Regions from separate parts of the Zea mays genome. Here region 2 is linked to region 1. The links are chromatin contacts, called in public Hi-C maps. All regions are on one chromosome and are shown on one strand. Each heading gives the region's core, a stretch centred on a gene start, on an enhancer-like site or on the middle of the called end of the contact. The rest is flanking DNA. Distances are from core to core; before and after follow the strand shown.

Region 1 (7,254 bases), core at 3,085-5,584:
GGGTTCCCCCTCCACCCTAGGCGCCCTGCCTTGCGTCGTTGCCCGCGCCACGCGCAGCTTCGATGCCTCCGTGTGCGCCTCTTCCTGTGCCTTGCACGGCCCCGTCGACCCCACATGTGACACGCGCGGCTCCGACGCCTCCGCTCACGCTTCTACCCGCGCAATGCACGGCCCCGACGCCTCCGCTCGCGCCTCTTCCCGCGACAAACGCGGCCCCGTCGATCACGCCTGCGCCACGCGCGGCCCTGTCGACTCCTCCCGCACCACGCGTGGCCCCGTCGACGAGCGCAACTCACTTCGCCAATACCGCCCTCGTCTACCACCGTCGCGGGCACGCCACTACCTTGGCAACCACGGACTCGGGCCCATCGACGAGCGCGGCTCGCTTTGTTGACCCCGTCGTCGTCTATCACCGTCGCGAGCCGGCCACACCCGCGGCCATCCACCGCGACCCCAGGCATGTCCAAACGATGGTGACTCGGCGCGCTGCCGGCGTTCTTCGCCCCGTCGAGCGGCTGATTTTGGTCGCTGATGCGACCGCCACTCCTCCGTACGCCTCCCTGGTCCCCTCCTCCGTCCGAACCGCCCTCGCTGACCCACATTGGCGTTGTGCTATGCAAGAGGAGTACGCGGTCCTGGTGGCCAATCACACCTGGGACCTGGTGTCGTGTCCTCCAGGCACCAACGTGGTCACCGCGGCAAGCGGCTCTTTCGCCACAAGCTGACCTCGAATAGCTCCCTCGACCTCTATAAGGTCTGTTGGGTCCTTCGGGGCTTCACCCAGCGCCCCGGAGTGAACTACGACGAGACCTTCAGCCCCGTCATCATGTTCGTCGTCGTTCGAGCAGTCCTCGCCCTCTCCCGGGACTGGGCGATCCATCAGCTCGACGTCAAGAATGCCTTCCTCCACGGCACTCTGACGGAGACTGTATAAGTCTGTCGGCTGAACCACTCCCTGTACGGCCTCAAGCAGGCGCCGCGGGCATGGTACAGTCACTTCGCCTCCTACTTGGCCTCCATCGACTTCGTCGAGGCCAAGTCGGACACCTCCCTATTCATCTACCGACGCGGCGACGACCTCGTCTACCTCCTGCTCTACGTCGACGACATTGTGCTCACAGCATCCACTGCCGACCTCCTACAGCGCACGATCGTCACCCTTCAGCGGGAGTTCACGATGAAGGACCTGGGGCCCTCCACCACTTTCTCGGCATCACCACCGAGCGCCAGCCTCAGGGTCTCTTCCTCCACCAGCGCCAGTATGCCATCAACATCCTAGAGCGGGCTGGCATGTCCGACTGCAAGCCTTGCTCCACACCCGTCGACACTCAGGCGAAGCTCTCCGAGGACGACGGGCCCCTGGTCACTGACGTGACGTCTTACCGGAGTCTCACCGACGCGCTCCAGTACCTCACATTCTCTAGGCCCGACATCACCTACGCCGTCCAGCAGGTGTGCCTGCATATGCACACCCCGCAGGAGCCCCATCTCACCGCTCTCAAGCGGATCCTGTGCTACCTCTGCGGCTCCCTCGACTACGGCCTTCTACTCCGACCCTCCCCGATGTCCGAGCTCGTGGTCTACACCGACGCTGACTGGGCTTGTTGTCCCGACATGCGCTGATCCACTTCCGGTTATGTCATGTTATTGGACGCCAACCTCGTCTCCTAGGCCGCCAAGCGGCAGCCCGTCGTCTCCCACTCCAGCGTGGAGGTCGAGCACCATGTTGTAGCCAACGGCGTGGCAGAGGCCTCCTGGCTGCGTCAGCTTCTCCATGAGCTCCACGGCCCCCTCCAGCGCGCCAGCCTCGTCTACTGCGACAACGTCAGCGGTCTACCTCTCCACCAATCTCGTGCAGCATTAGCGCATGAAGCACGTGGAAATCGACATGCACTTTGTCCGCGAGTGGGTCGCCGCCTGTGACATTTGGGTTCTCAACGTCCCCACCACACTGCAGTTCGCCGACATCTTCACCAAGGGGCTGTCGTCGAGTGTCTTCGCCGACTTTCAATCCAGTCTCAACATCTGTACAAGATAGAGTTGCGACTGCTGGGGATGTTAGAGTAACCGCCTAGGGTTTTGGGGTCAGTCCCTTGTAATTACTGTCACACCCTTGTATAATGGGCTAGGCCCAACATCTATCAATATATATACTAGTCCCTACCCTAGTTAGGGTTAAGGGTTTCATTCTCCAACTTTTAGCAGGAGATCTGTTGATCATGTATTCATATAGAAGAGGACGTTTTTCCCCCAAATCTTGTCTACATACAACTTCAAGTTCATTTGAATTTGTTCTAATTATTTATAATCTTAACCCGTCAAACAATCCTTCTATTGTCATAAATCAGAAGAGCAAATGATTTACTATTAAGGTGCAGATGTGATTGACAAATATACCAGATTAACAGTGCACGAACTATCATCAAGAACAGATAAGACTGCATCTGGTGGGGTCCTTGGACTCCATGCAAACAGCGATGTTTCAACCTACAATTCACACGAGATTAAATGTGATTGCTATGTACTCACAGCCAAACAGAAAGAAGATCACCTCTTCAGCAGTCCCTCCTCCATGGTCACCATTCAGGGTTTGACCATGATCACCCATTACCAAAAGCAAAGTATTCTCATGGGTACCACCAGGTTTGGATAGACTTCTCAATGTGTCAATAACACCCTATAGAAGAAAATAAGAATGGACTGTAGAACATTCAGAAGATTGGAAAATAAATGTGGAGAGCATAGATAAGATAATGCTAAATGCCTCCTAAAAAGCACAAGAAGAGAAGAATAGTATATGCATGAGACAACTGACCTCCAGGATCTGATTGTATTGCTCCAACTTCTGGATCATCGGGGTTGAGTCAACACCAAATATATGTCCTGCATGGTCCTAAACAAAGTTGATCTCACAAGTTTCCAGCTAAAGATAAAAGGATGACAAATAGCAGGTAAGTCCAAATTGAATGCACAATAACTTACCACTCCAAGAAAATGTGCAATAAGAACATCCCAATCATTTTTGTGAAGAGATGGAAGCAAGTGCTCAATTACACCATTATCTACCTGGCATACAACCATAATTGATAATTCAGTCAAACTTAAAAGAAAGAACTAAGAGGTTCATCAAAAAACAAGAACAAGGATTTGATTGACAGAATCTCATACTGTGTCAAGGTCTTTAACATTAAAGGAAGGGTATGGGAATGACTTGTTGAAGTGTTCAGGGTACAGTTGTATCCATGTATCATCCCCCATCATGACAACTCTCTTTCCATTTTTAGCCAACTGGTTGATCCCCAAGGAACAGAAAACATCACATCATCATGGCTAGCAAACCAGCATGAGCTGTAGAGAAATAATTGGACCTAGTCGGTACAAAATTGAATGTGGGATGAGATGAACCTGATGCATTATATTATCTTCGACTATTGCAGGAGCACCAAAACTATTGCCGACATCAATAAAGGTAGGGAGTCCACCCGTGGTGAGAGCCTGAGCATTGAGTTTTAAAAGGATTCTGTTAAGCCCACGAAGTACCGTTTTGGATCACATTACAATATTTCTAGGAGAAAAAATTATATAATGATACGATTTGAATGTTAGGATCACCTTAAGGCGCTGGAGGCTAGTTGTTGGTGGATCAGCGAGAGCTTTGAAGATCCTTGAAGAGGTCTTTTCGTCGGCAGCAAGCTTCTGCAAAACGTGCAGCTTGTCCATCCACGGCTGCTTCTCTGCAGCAGATCCAGAGATTAGTTAATATATTAGCAGCGGTAACAATCATACAGTGAAGCGATTTTTTCGCTCAGAGTCACCACCTGCAAAAAAGGTACTCGGCGCCACGAAATCAAATCTGCGAGGCAACAAATTGCTAAACCGCATCAGCTATAAAAAAAAACGACTCGGTACGTGGAGTATGAGGGATCCAAATTGTCGCACCTTAGCGCGTCGAGGACGACAATGACAAGGCGGTCGACGGCGGCCGGGGGCCAGGAGTCGCACCCGGGGGAGACGTTGCCCTGCGGCGAGAAGTCGTCGCGGCTGCTGTGGAGGTCCAGCTCGGTGCGGGTGAGGAGGAAGCCGCGGGTAAAAAGGTATACTGCCAGCGAGTGGATCGCGAGGATCGCGATGAAGAGCAGCGGCCAGCTAAGGAACCGAGAACGGCGGCGGTGGCTCGCCGGCGGCGACATCACCTCCGGTGTCGATCTGGCGCCTGGTGGCGGGCGGCAGAGCGTAGGACGGTGAGAGGACGAGAGCTGATGGGTGGACGCGAAGTGGGCCTTCGCTTGTTAAGCCCGGGCTGCTGCCGATAGTGAAATTTAAAGATAGGCCAATAACCGCTGCACATTGATCTGTGCCGTTTCATAGCCAAAAGCCCATTTTCAGCTTAAGGGCTAGTTTGGATACAATTAACCTCAATCCACGTGTATTGAGGTGGATTTACATCATCTCAACACATATGAATTAGGATAAATACTAGAGTACCAAACAAAGACTAAAGACATGTTTGAATCCCATGAATTAAAACCAATATCTAGAAAATGTGTTCTATTTTATTATTATACTAGGTATATGCCCGTGCGTTACTACGGAATCAATACGATGAAATACATTAAGGGCTCGTTTGTTTCGTTGGAATTGAATTCTGTTTGAATAATTATAATTTAGACAAAACTAATTAAGTTCATATATTTATATAAGTAATATATTTGTATATTATCCTAAATCATATGATAGAGATAGTTATATACTACATTTATGTTATAGCGAAGCAAGTAAAAGAATGTGCTATAAGTTGTGCATCGGAAAAATAACATGTAAATCTATAAAATCAATTTCCATCTCTCACCACATGAATTTGAGATAGGCTTATATAATAACTCTGGAAAGTGGTGGAATGTCACATTCTAAAAAAATAGTCTATTCTATTAGTAAGATTCCAATTTCTCGAAATGAAAGGAAACAAACGGGACCTAAATGAAAACACTAATTGATGTTCTATTCTTTTGTTAGCATCACTAAAAGTGAATGTTTACATATCTTAAAAGATACAATATGACAAAATTTGAATAGCTTCATAGTGTACAGCTCTACATGGTTGTGTTTGTGAGGTCAACTGATAAGTGCGCAAATAGTTAAAAGTGCAGAGTGTGATGTGTCGGATGCTCAGTGAAGCATGTTACGTGCAGAGATACTAACAGGAAGAGCTTCATGAATTATAGAGATACTAACAAGAATAGCTTCTTAAATGGCGCCCCTTTAGCAAAGATACTAACATACTGCGGACTATACTAGGTTTGTTGCATACTCCTGGGATATGTGGTCTATTCTGCTACAACATTTAAGCATGAATTTTACTACAAACGAACAGACATATAATGGTAATATATATTTATTGTGTTTTCTGGTGGACCAAATGTTTACCTGAAACCATTGGATCTCGAGGCTTGATATCTCTGAAAGAGCTTCATTAAGATGTGTGTCGGTCTTAACTAAAGCACTGACTGTTGTCTTGTGAGTCTCCCTAAGTTTTTGGATGTTGTCTTGCAAGGCTTTATTTGCAACATCCGCTTGTTGAGCGATGGACAAGAACTCTGCAGTTCCAGATGCAAAAACTGATGCCACAGGCACAACACTGCTAAGGGCTTGTTTGGGTAATCTTGGACTGGAGTGGATTGAGGTGGTATAAGGTGTATTGAAGTGTAATATGAACTAGTTTCCCTTTCAATCCCTAAAATCCACTTCAATCCCTCTTTATCCAAACGAGGCCTAAGGGAGGGCTGGTAATGGGAACTCACTGGGTATCCAAATGGTTGTGGCTGGACCTGCATAGCAGCTGGTACCCCATTTGCTGACCTCTGAGTAGAAGCATCGTCCATCCTCCTACCAAGCCCCTTCCTGAACTGCTCTTCCTCCCATTTCCTCTCTCCTTCGTCGGCATCATCATCATCTCTATCATCCTCAACCTTCCTGCTGCCATCACTGAAAGCCCCCAAACTGGTGGCAGGACCCTGTTACTTATCCCATTGAATACACCTTTTGTGCTCCTCGGGCCATCACCTGGCTTGTCAGTGTACATTGCAATCTGATCTGTTATCTCATTGTCATCCTCATCACTCGACTCACCAGCAGCATTCCGGCTGCTCAGCACATCACCAGCATCAAGAGAGATATAATCTGGCGCTGCATGCCTTGGCTGTTGTCGCTTCGCCCTGATGGCTTCAATGGTTGCACGGTCAGGTATCACTGGTCCTTCATCCTCTTCATCTTATTTCCTCTCTTCTTCAGATTTATCTTCCTCGTTGTCGTGCTTCGGTATCCTTGGCCCAATGCTGGCCTCAGACATAGGTTTCACCAGACCTTTAAGAACAACCACTGTTTCTGTTGCAGCTGTGGTGGTGGTAGCTGGAGTGGAACTTGCAGGGGTACTAGACAACTTCTGCGACCGGGGCTCAGTCACAGGAGTCCGTGGTTGGGCACGCAAGAGGCTCCCAAGGAGCGGGTGCGCATTCTTCTGGAGCTCCAGGAGGCGCTCTGGTGTGTACTCCCTAGCATGGGATTGGAAGTTGGAAGGCTTAGGCGCCGACACAGCAGCGCCGGTAGGTGTCGGCGAGCTCTTGATTCGCTCCCTGGCGAGCGTGAGGCGATGGAGCGCTCCCGCGGCCGGGGACGCCGTGCGGGCGGGGCGCACCGAGGCCGTCGGGGGAAGGCGGCGCTGCGCAAACGGGCCCGCCTCGGCGTCGTCCTCGTCCTCGTCGTCCGCAAAGCTGAGGCGGCCGCACCCTGACGCCTCAGCGGTGACTTGGGCTTAGGCACTGAAGCGTCTCGATCCTTTGGGACTCAAATGTGATACAATTACTAGTCCCAGGAGGCTAGTAACCACATTCCTTACTTCAAATAGTATAGAGTTTAAATAAAAGTTATTACAATACCGGGGTACAAGCTCGAGAGAGCCAGAATATAAAGAGCGCAGTAGAAAGTACACTAGCCCAAGCCACAGGCAGAACTGGGTGCAGACACAGCCCTCTCAATCAAGCATAGCAGAAAAGAAGTCTTCGGCTGCTGAAAAACATAAATAAATCTGGGTGAATACACTAGGTATTCCGCAAGCCCACCCCGCTCCCGTAAAGAGAAAGAGACCTATATCATACATGCTTTGTTTGGTGGGGTTGAAGTCACTCTTCATTTTCTTAGAGAAAGGCAGTTGCTGTAAGGTTTTTCCCCCAAAGACTTAAAAGTAACAAAAATACTCAA
Region 2 (7,254 bases), core at 2,718-5,217, 69 kb after region 1:
TAACTATTTCTATTAAAATAGAATATAAGGGGATGTTTGAATGCACTAGAGATAATAGTTAGTTGACTAAAAAATTGTTAGTGGAATTAGCTAACTAACAAATAGCTAGCTAACTATTGACTAATTTACTAAAAGTAGTTAATAGTTGAACTATTAACTAGGATGTTTGGCTGTCTTCAACTAATTTTAGTCACTAACTATTAGTTTTAGTGCATTCAAACACTCAAATAGCCATAGAAACCAGACGATAAATCATGTTGGTATATTTGTCTCTTTTAACAAAACGGAAATGCTATGCGTACGACTCATTTGTCCGATTATGGTACGACCTCACGGTGTCTGCTCTAGGACCTGCTGTTGAGTAGAGTTCATGCGATACAATTATTTGACGCCGTAGTAGAACTCTATGAGGTCTAATCTGAGTCGGTGTTCTCAGTCGTATTTATAGCACGGTTCTTACCAAAATTAACATCGTTAGGGAAGGATGACGGAATAAGGGCAAAGTGAAGTGGTTTTGAAAATGCAGGAGTAAACTCGCGAAGTTAAAAAACGATAAAAATAATTTTAATAGGAAACAGAGGTATAAATACAAGAGCCTCTTTTAAAAAAACAGAGAGAAAAAAAAGATCTAATATGCTACGAAAACAGTACTACTTAAAAGCAGTTCTTTCTAGAAAAACTACTTTAGATCCACCCGTTTGGCTGACATTCTACATCTATTATGCCGTGATCTATTTCTTGGCAATCACATGTCCATAGTTCCTCTTCGCCTCTGCAGTAGACAAAATGTGCCTCAAGCTCTGCCTTCAACACCACGCCAGTTCTTCTTTTACATAATTGCCAGCAACACAGAGCCGCGAAGGTGCCCAAGTGTTTTAATGGTAATTGACGGGGTTAGTCGGTATTGTGTATCACAGATGGTGGAGGCAATGGAGGTGTAGACATTTTCATGGCCGGCTAACTTTTAACTTCAAAATTTCCAAGAACATGGCTAAATACATTGTATACTATATTACTATCTACCAAAAAAACAAAAAAAACTAAATTAGAGTAACCAATACGGAGTAGAGGTGATTTTTCTAATAAAGCACTACTATGAGAGCGCGCATGCACAGGATCTTTCGGGCAATGGATAGAAATTCCTCGAGAGTATCTCTACCGAGCGCCGTGTTACCGGCCAGTTGGGCGCACGAGCTGCGAGAACGCCTCATTGTCGGTCTCCTCCATGATCGCGCACGCCGCCTCGTGCGCCCGGGACGTGGACGACGTCCCCAGCGTCGTGACGCTCGCCGTGCTCCCGTTGCTGTTGCTCGGCTCGAGTGCCGGGCGCCCCGTGCCGCTGCCGTCGCCCACGGCCCGCCGCCCGCAGCTGCCTCCTTCGTAGGTGTCCTGCAGCTGCAGCGCGAACTCGAGGTTCCACAGGACGTCCCCCATGGACGGCCGGTCGATGCTCTGCTCGGCGAGGCACTTCTCGGCCGTGTCCGCGACCTTCTTCAAACACTCCGGCGCGATCTGGTCCTTGATCGCTGGGTCGACAACGTCTGGCAGGGTGCCGGTCCGCTGGCAGTTGAGCGCGTAGTCGGCGAGGCTGACCTGCTCCCGTGGCAGCGCCGGGTCGAGCGCTGGCCGCGCGAGGAGCACCTCGAAGAGGACGACGCCGAAGGAGTACACGTCGGACTTGTCCGTCAGCTGCTGCCGCCGGAAGTACTCCGGGTCGAGGTACCCGAAGCTGCCCTTGACCATGGTGCTCACGTGCGTCTGGTTCACTGTCGTCGGGCCGGACTTGGAGAGGCCGAAGTCGGAGACCTTGGCGACCCAGTCCCGGTCCACGAGGATGTTGGTGGTCTTGACGTCGCGGTGGATGATGGTGTACTTGGCGCCCGTGTGGAGGTAGTGGAGGCCCCGCGCGGCGCCGATGCAGATGTCTAGGCGGTGCCGCCACGACAGCGGCGGCTTGCCGCCCATGTAGAGGTGCTCCCGCAGCGTGCCATGCTCCATGTAGTCATACACGAGGATCATCTCGCCGGCATCCTCGCAGAAGCCGATGAGGGAGACAAGGTGCCGGTGCCGCAGCTTGGACAGCATCTCCACCTCCGTCTGGAACTCCTGCACGCCCTGCTCCGACGACGGGTTCGACCGCTTGATGGCCACCTTGGTGTCGCCATCCACGACGCCCCGGTACACTTTGCCGAACCCGCCCACACCGATCACCAGCGACTCGCTGAAGTTCTTGGTGGCCACCTTGATCTCGGCGAACGAGAAGTGCCGGCACATGCCAGCAAGGTTCGCCGGGAGGTGGCCCGACGACTTGCCGCTGTTGTGGGAGTGGTACAGCGGCAGCCACCCGGAGGTGTGCGACCCGCCGGTGCTGGCTGCCTCCCTGCTCTTCTTTTCATGGTTCCACACAACGCAGATCGCAGCGATGATCCCGAGCACGGCCGCGCCGCCTGCCGTGCCGCCCATCACCGTCGATATGTGGGGGTGCTCACTCCTGGGCGCCTCCTGCTCTCCAGCGCCCAGCTCCGCCTTGGCGAGCAACCTGGACGGCTCGGGGTCTGGCGCGGCGAGGTTGCCCGCGGTGTCGTTGAGCTTGAAGATCTCGAGGCCGTTGAGGATGGCGTCGTAGAACTGCGGCCGGAGCGCTACGGACGGGTGCAGCGCCACCCACATGGCCTGGCCATCAGGGTCGTCGGCCACGTACACCGCGTAGTCCTTGTATATGGGCACGCCCTTCTCCGACGTCATCCCGATCACGTCGGCGTCGGCCTGCGCCGTCTTGTTGTTGACGTAGATGTCGAACGCCCGCTGGTTGGCCCGGCTGAGCAGCAGCTCGCAGAAGTGGAGGCGCGCGACGTAGGTGAAGTTGCCGTCCACCGCCATGGTCCAGGTGAGGTTGTAGTTCTGGTTCAGGCGAGGGTCGGAGCCCATGGATCGGGTGCCCAGGTACACCTCCGGCGGCGCGGCGTACTCGGCGATCTCGCTGGGGTACTTGATCTGGAAATGCGGGCCGGCCCTGTAGGTGACGCCCTGCGTCGCGCCGTACACGTATGGCGTGTCGTCGTACCAGTGCCGGGTGAGGCCGGAGTCGTTGGACGGCGGGATGTACGAGCCGCCGACATTCAACCGGTACATGGTCTGGAGCGTGGAGCTGGCGATGTCTACGGTCTGGTCCGCGAAGCCGACCATGATCGCCGGGTCGACGAAGATGTCGGGCATGGAGATCACCTCGATGCCATTGACGTAGGCGTAGGTCTCGTTGCCCATGGGCGTTGGCGTGAAGGTGAGGGTGAGGAACCCCGCGGGCGTAGGCGGGAAGGAGAACTCCCGGATGATGTACGCCTGGCTCAGCGCCTTTGCGTAGGTGTACGCGCTGAAGTTGCGGAGTAGCGTGATGCCGGTGGACGTGGACACGGAGAAGTGGAAGCCGGCGGCGGAGAGCCCGCTGTAGGAGGACGGGTAGAAGTGGAGGCGCACCCAGTGGCGGTCCCGTGGGTTCACGGTGAAGTTGTACACGGCCTCCACGGTGAACACACGCGCCGTCATGTAGGGGATGGTGGACGGCAGCCCAGTGTCCACCTTGTCGGCCGCCATCATCAGGGACGACTTGCCGGAGTCGGCCAGCCACGTGTTGTCGTTCGTGTCAGCCACCCACCTCCGGCCGTCCGCGTCCAGGCCGTCCGTCGTCGACCCACAGTTGAGCAACACCCGGTCCGCCGGAGCGTACACCTTGGACTCTGCGGTGGCAGCGACGCCGGCGACGAGTAGCAGCACCAGGAATGGGCCCCGAGCTCTGCCAGCCATGCGCCGAGAGATTGGGAGGGAGCTAGGCAGTCCGGCGGCCTATGGTGACGGAAGAGAAGATGCATTGCATGGGTGACAGCGATTGGTGAAAGGGGAAGAGAGAGAAAGGTCTCGGAGGTGAGACCGTGAGGGTGCTTGACCGCGGGAGAACGCGGTTGGAGGCCAGTAGGGGCATGCAGCTGAGAAACCCTACAAACATGTCCACCCACACAACGGGCGTTTGGCTGCATGTAGGAGTTAGGACTGTCTGTCTGCGTAATTCAGGAGCTATGGACTGAGGACAGCAGCAACTTCGAACAAAACCATTTCTTCCATACAAAGCCAGAGAACGTCCTTGTGGGTTGTAATAATCTAGTAGTAGTCTTTTGAGACGGCGCAGAAAAATGGAATTTACAGGTACCCCTTTCCTCCCAATGGCTGGCCAGGCCAATTGGACCACCAGCCTTTGAATGCTTGACTACATGGCTACAGGCTCTAGAGAAACGGCTCGGCTCGGCGATGGCAAGGCAGCCACCCCCCACCAGTCATCGACCTTCATGGAGATCTTCTGAGAAAACCGCAGTCCTTGGAATGGTTTCGGTCTCGAAGGGGCTGAGGCCTGAGAAGGGGCCCGAAGAGAACATGGACGAGGTGCCATCAGACTCATAGGTCGTCGACGATTGCCGGACGTTGGGGCGAGCGGGAGGTGTTGGCACAGATTCCTGGAACTCCACAGAGCGCTGCACCATCTTGAGTGACTGCACCACCTCGCCCATTGTTGGCCTCTGGTTCGCCTCTGGCGAAACGCAGGCTGCTGCGATTGTGCACACCCGCACAAAATCATCTTTCGGGTACTGGCCGCCAAGCCTGGGATCAGCTAGCTCTCCTAATCTATCTTGGTCTCGGAGAATTGGCCGTGCCTGCAGCCAACAGAGCAAAAGAATGTCTTGAGTGTGATATCACCTCTTCATGCACCACACCACGAAGGGACAAATAATCATATATATATATATATATATATATATATATATATATACGAGCAATTTCAGATTTAAATTCCAGTTGTCAGCTGCCCACACATACATAAAAACAACGTATGCACACACAATCCAGAGTGTCTGAGAGTCATCACGTTAAAATATTCCAATTTAGCTGTAAAATCACACAGGAACTGAAGATAGTATACTCCTAAAAGAAAGAAGTGTTACCCAAGTCACTAGGTTTTCCTGCCCAGAGGGCTGTGACATATCAACGGGCCTCCTCCCAGTTAGTAGTTCAAGTAGAACAACTCCATAGCTATATACATCACTTTTTACAAGCAAGTGTCCTGTCATGGCGTACTCCGGTGCAACATACCTGCAAAAAGGCCAGAAGTACAAGGTGAAGGTAAATTCAGAAAATAAATTGCTGGGCCATGGACCCATGGCTAAATGTAAAAGGACATTCAGATTACCCGAAAGTTCCCATAACACGAGTAGAAAGATAGTTCGTCCGACCTTCCGGCGCCTGTTTTGCCAGACCAAAATCGGACACTTTAGCATGGAAATCATTCTCAAGCAATATATTAGATGCTTTGAAATCCCTGTGGATTACGCAAGGCTGCGAATCCTCATGGAGGTATGCTAATCCCCTGGCAGCATCAAGTGCTATCCTCATCCTGGCGTCCCAGTCCAAGGGGCGGCTAGCACCTTGTGTACCTGATAAAATGCAGTGTAAGGTCAGAATTATAGAAAACTCGCCGGAGAGGGAAAGACCGCCCTCCCAGTATTATATTAAGAAGAGACCGAAACATGGTCCTGGCCGAGAAAACCCCCGAACACTGGCCCCCCATCACTAGCGGGCCGTCACCGCCCACTCTGCAACAGCCCAGCCGGAGGGTGGCGCGCAGGACGTAACCCGGAATTATGTTTCTTATTTCTAGAAGTTACATGGTCCAAACAAACTGAAATAGTAGGTTCAGGTGCAAATAAAATGGGGCCTATGCACAGAGGATTTGGTAAGAGAAGATGCAATAGATCGTACCATGAAGCCAAGCCTCTAGGCTTCCATTGGGAACAAGCTCATAACAAAGAAGGTTCTGTGATGATTCACGGCTGCTGTAATAACCAATCAGTTTCACAAGATTCCGGTGGTGCAACCTGCTCAGCATTTCCACTTCAACTAAAAACTCCTTATCTCCTTGGTGCCCTCCGTTAGTAAGCTTCTTTATAGCGACAGCAGTGCCATCACCCAGTACCCCCTTGAAGACACGGCCAAAACCACCTTCTCCAAGCACACTTGAAGGCTCGAAGTTATTTGTTGCCACTTTCAGTTCTTCGTATGAAAGGAACCTTGTGCTGGTGGGGCGAGGAAGGGACTCCACTGTAGAAACTGCATCTGCTGTCCTTTGCTTGGCTGTATAAAGAATTATGAGGTTAAACATGCGATAAATGTGTTTTTCAAAATACCAGGAAAGAACCTAAACAACTTGGTTTTGTTTCAGGTTGACTATGAACTTGGATACAACGTCCATCTCCACTAACGTCAGTACTAGAGTGCAGAGGCTGGGATCTTGAATAGCCCATCATCAGAAAATACTTTTGACACTGCTTTTAATCTTTGAAAGACTACAGTCAGAATTGCATTATTATATTCCAAAAGCCTGTAAAGTATTCAAGATGCATTTCTTTTATCATGACAATCATTTGAATGCTTAGTGCAAATTCATTAACTTACTGGATGGCAAAAATAAAGTATACCACACATTACAAAAGCCCACAAATGCCTTAGTGCAAACTGCAAAGCATAATCACAATTTACCTTATGTTATATAGTTTGGAGTTTGGACAGTTATATGCAGTGCTTTAATGAAATAGGAGCTACATAGTTCACAGCAACATTTTGCAAACATTGCATTTTACATGTTTTTTTTCTATAAAAATGACAAACCATCGAATCACCATAATGTCAATAAACACAAGTGTGTATTGGTCTCAAGAAAATAGAACATAGTTGAATAGTAGATAGTAAGATACATACGAGTTTCAACATGAGGCACTCTCTTTTTCCCTTTCCTAAATGTGCAGAAGCATATTGTTAAAACAATCAGCAAGACTCCAATTAGAGAACCAACACATATAATAACCACTGTGATCAGGCTTGCATGTCTATTTTTGCTTGGACCCTCACTCTGTCTTGGAAAGGTAGATGCTGTAGATGGAGAGGCCCTAGGTGCCATTGTGAATGCTGGAGCTGCCAATGATACAGATAGCAATATTAAGAACAGTAACGTTTTTAAAAATCAAGATACCATGACACATAAAAAAAGGCCACTTATTGTCATTTGGTTTCACAAAAGTGGGGTACCTACATCTAACTATCAAGGAACTACAATTTCTGATATCAATTTGCGCCTTAGTTTCACAAACCTGCAACATTTTGCTTGGACCCACATGCCAGCCACACAGAGCCACATGGCCATACCCACCCATAACA

What was found. A called contact is a pair of places that touch in the nucleus more often than the background predicts.
Region 2: a contact with region 1 is called in a Hi-C map of leaf, with 4 times the contacts expected there. The contact joins the enhancer-like site here to the promoter of LOC103649951 in region 1. A contact is called at or near these places in 4 of 25 Hi-C or Micro-C datasets (ear, endosperm, leaf and 1 more).

Annotation. Positions count from the first base shown.
Region 1 is chr3:35,600,520-35,607,773 of Zm-B73-REFERENCE-NAM-5.0, forward strand. It overlaps LOC103649951 (GPI ethanolamine phosphate transferase 3), which reads right to left and starts at 4,335. Exons shown (of 22, transcript XR_563819.4): 1 at 3,940-4,335; 2 at 3,819-3,853; 3 at 3,613-3,734; 4 at 3,406-3,495; 5 at 3,169-3,288; 6 at 2,983-3,066; 7 at 2,816-2,893; 8 at 2,552-2,677; 9 at 2,398-2,487.
Region 2 is chr3:35,670,089-35,677,342 of Zm-B73-REFERENCE-NAM-5.0, forward strand. LOC100279235 (putative protein kinase superfamily protein) reads right to left here. Exons shown (of 8, transcript NM_001152256.1): 4 at 6,799-7,011; 5 at 5,803-6,174; 6 at 5,234-5,477; 7 at 4,989-5,136; 8 at 4,074-4,700. The coding sequence ends at 4,326. Among protein-coding and RNA genes, the nearest start is that of LOC100279235, 7.8 kb to the right of the region's middle. Within about 2 kb of position 3,968, at least 15 of the 20 cell types and tissues checked have an H3K27ac peak or open chromatin away from gene starts, as enhancers often do. A contact at or near this core is called in ear, leaf and tassel, where this site is marked.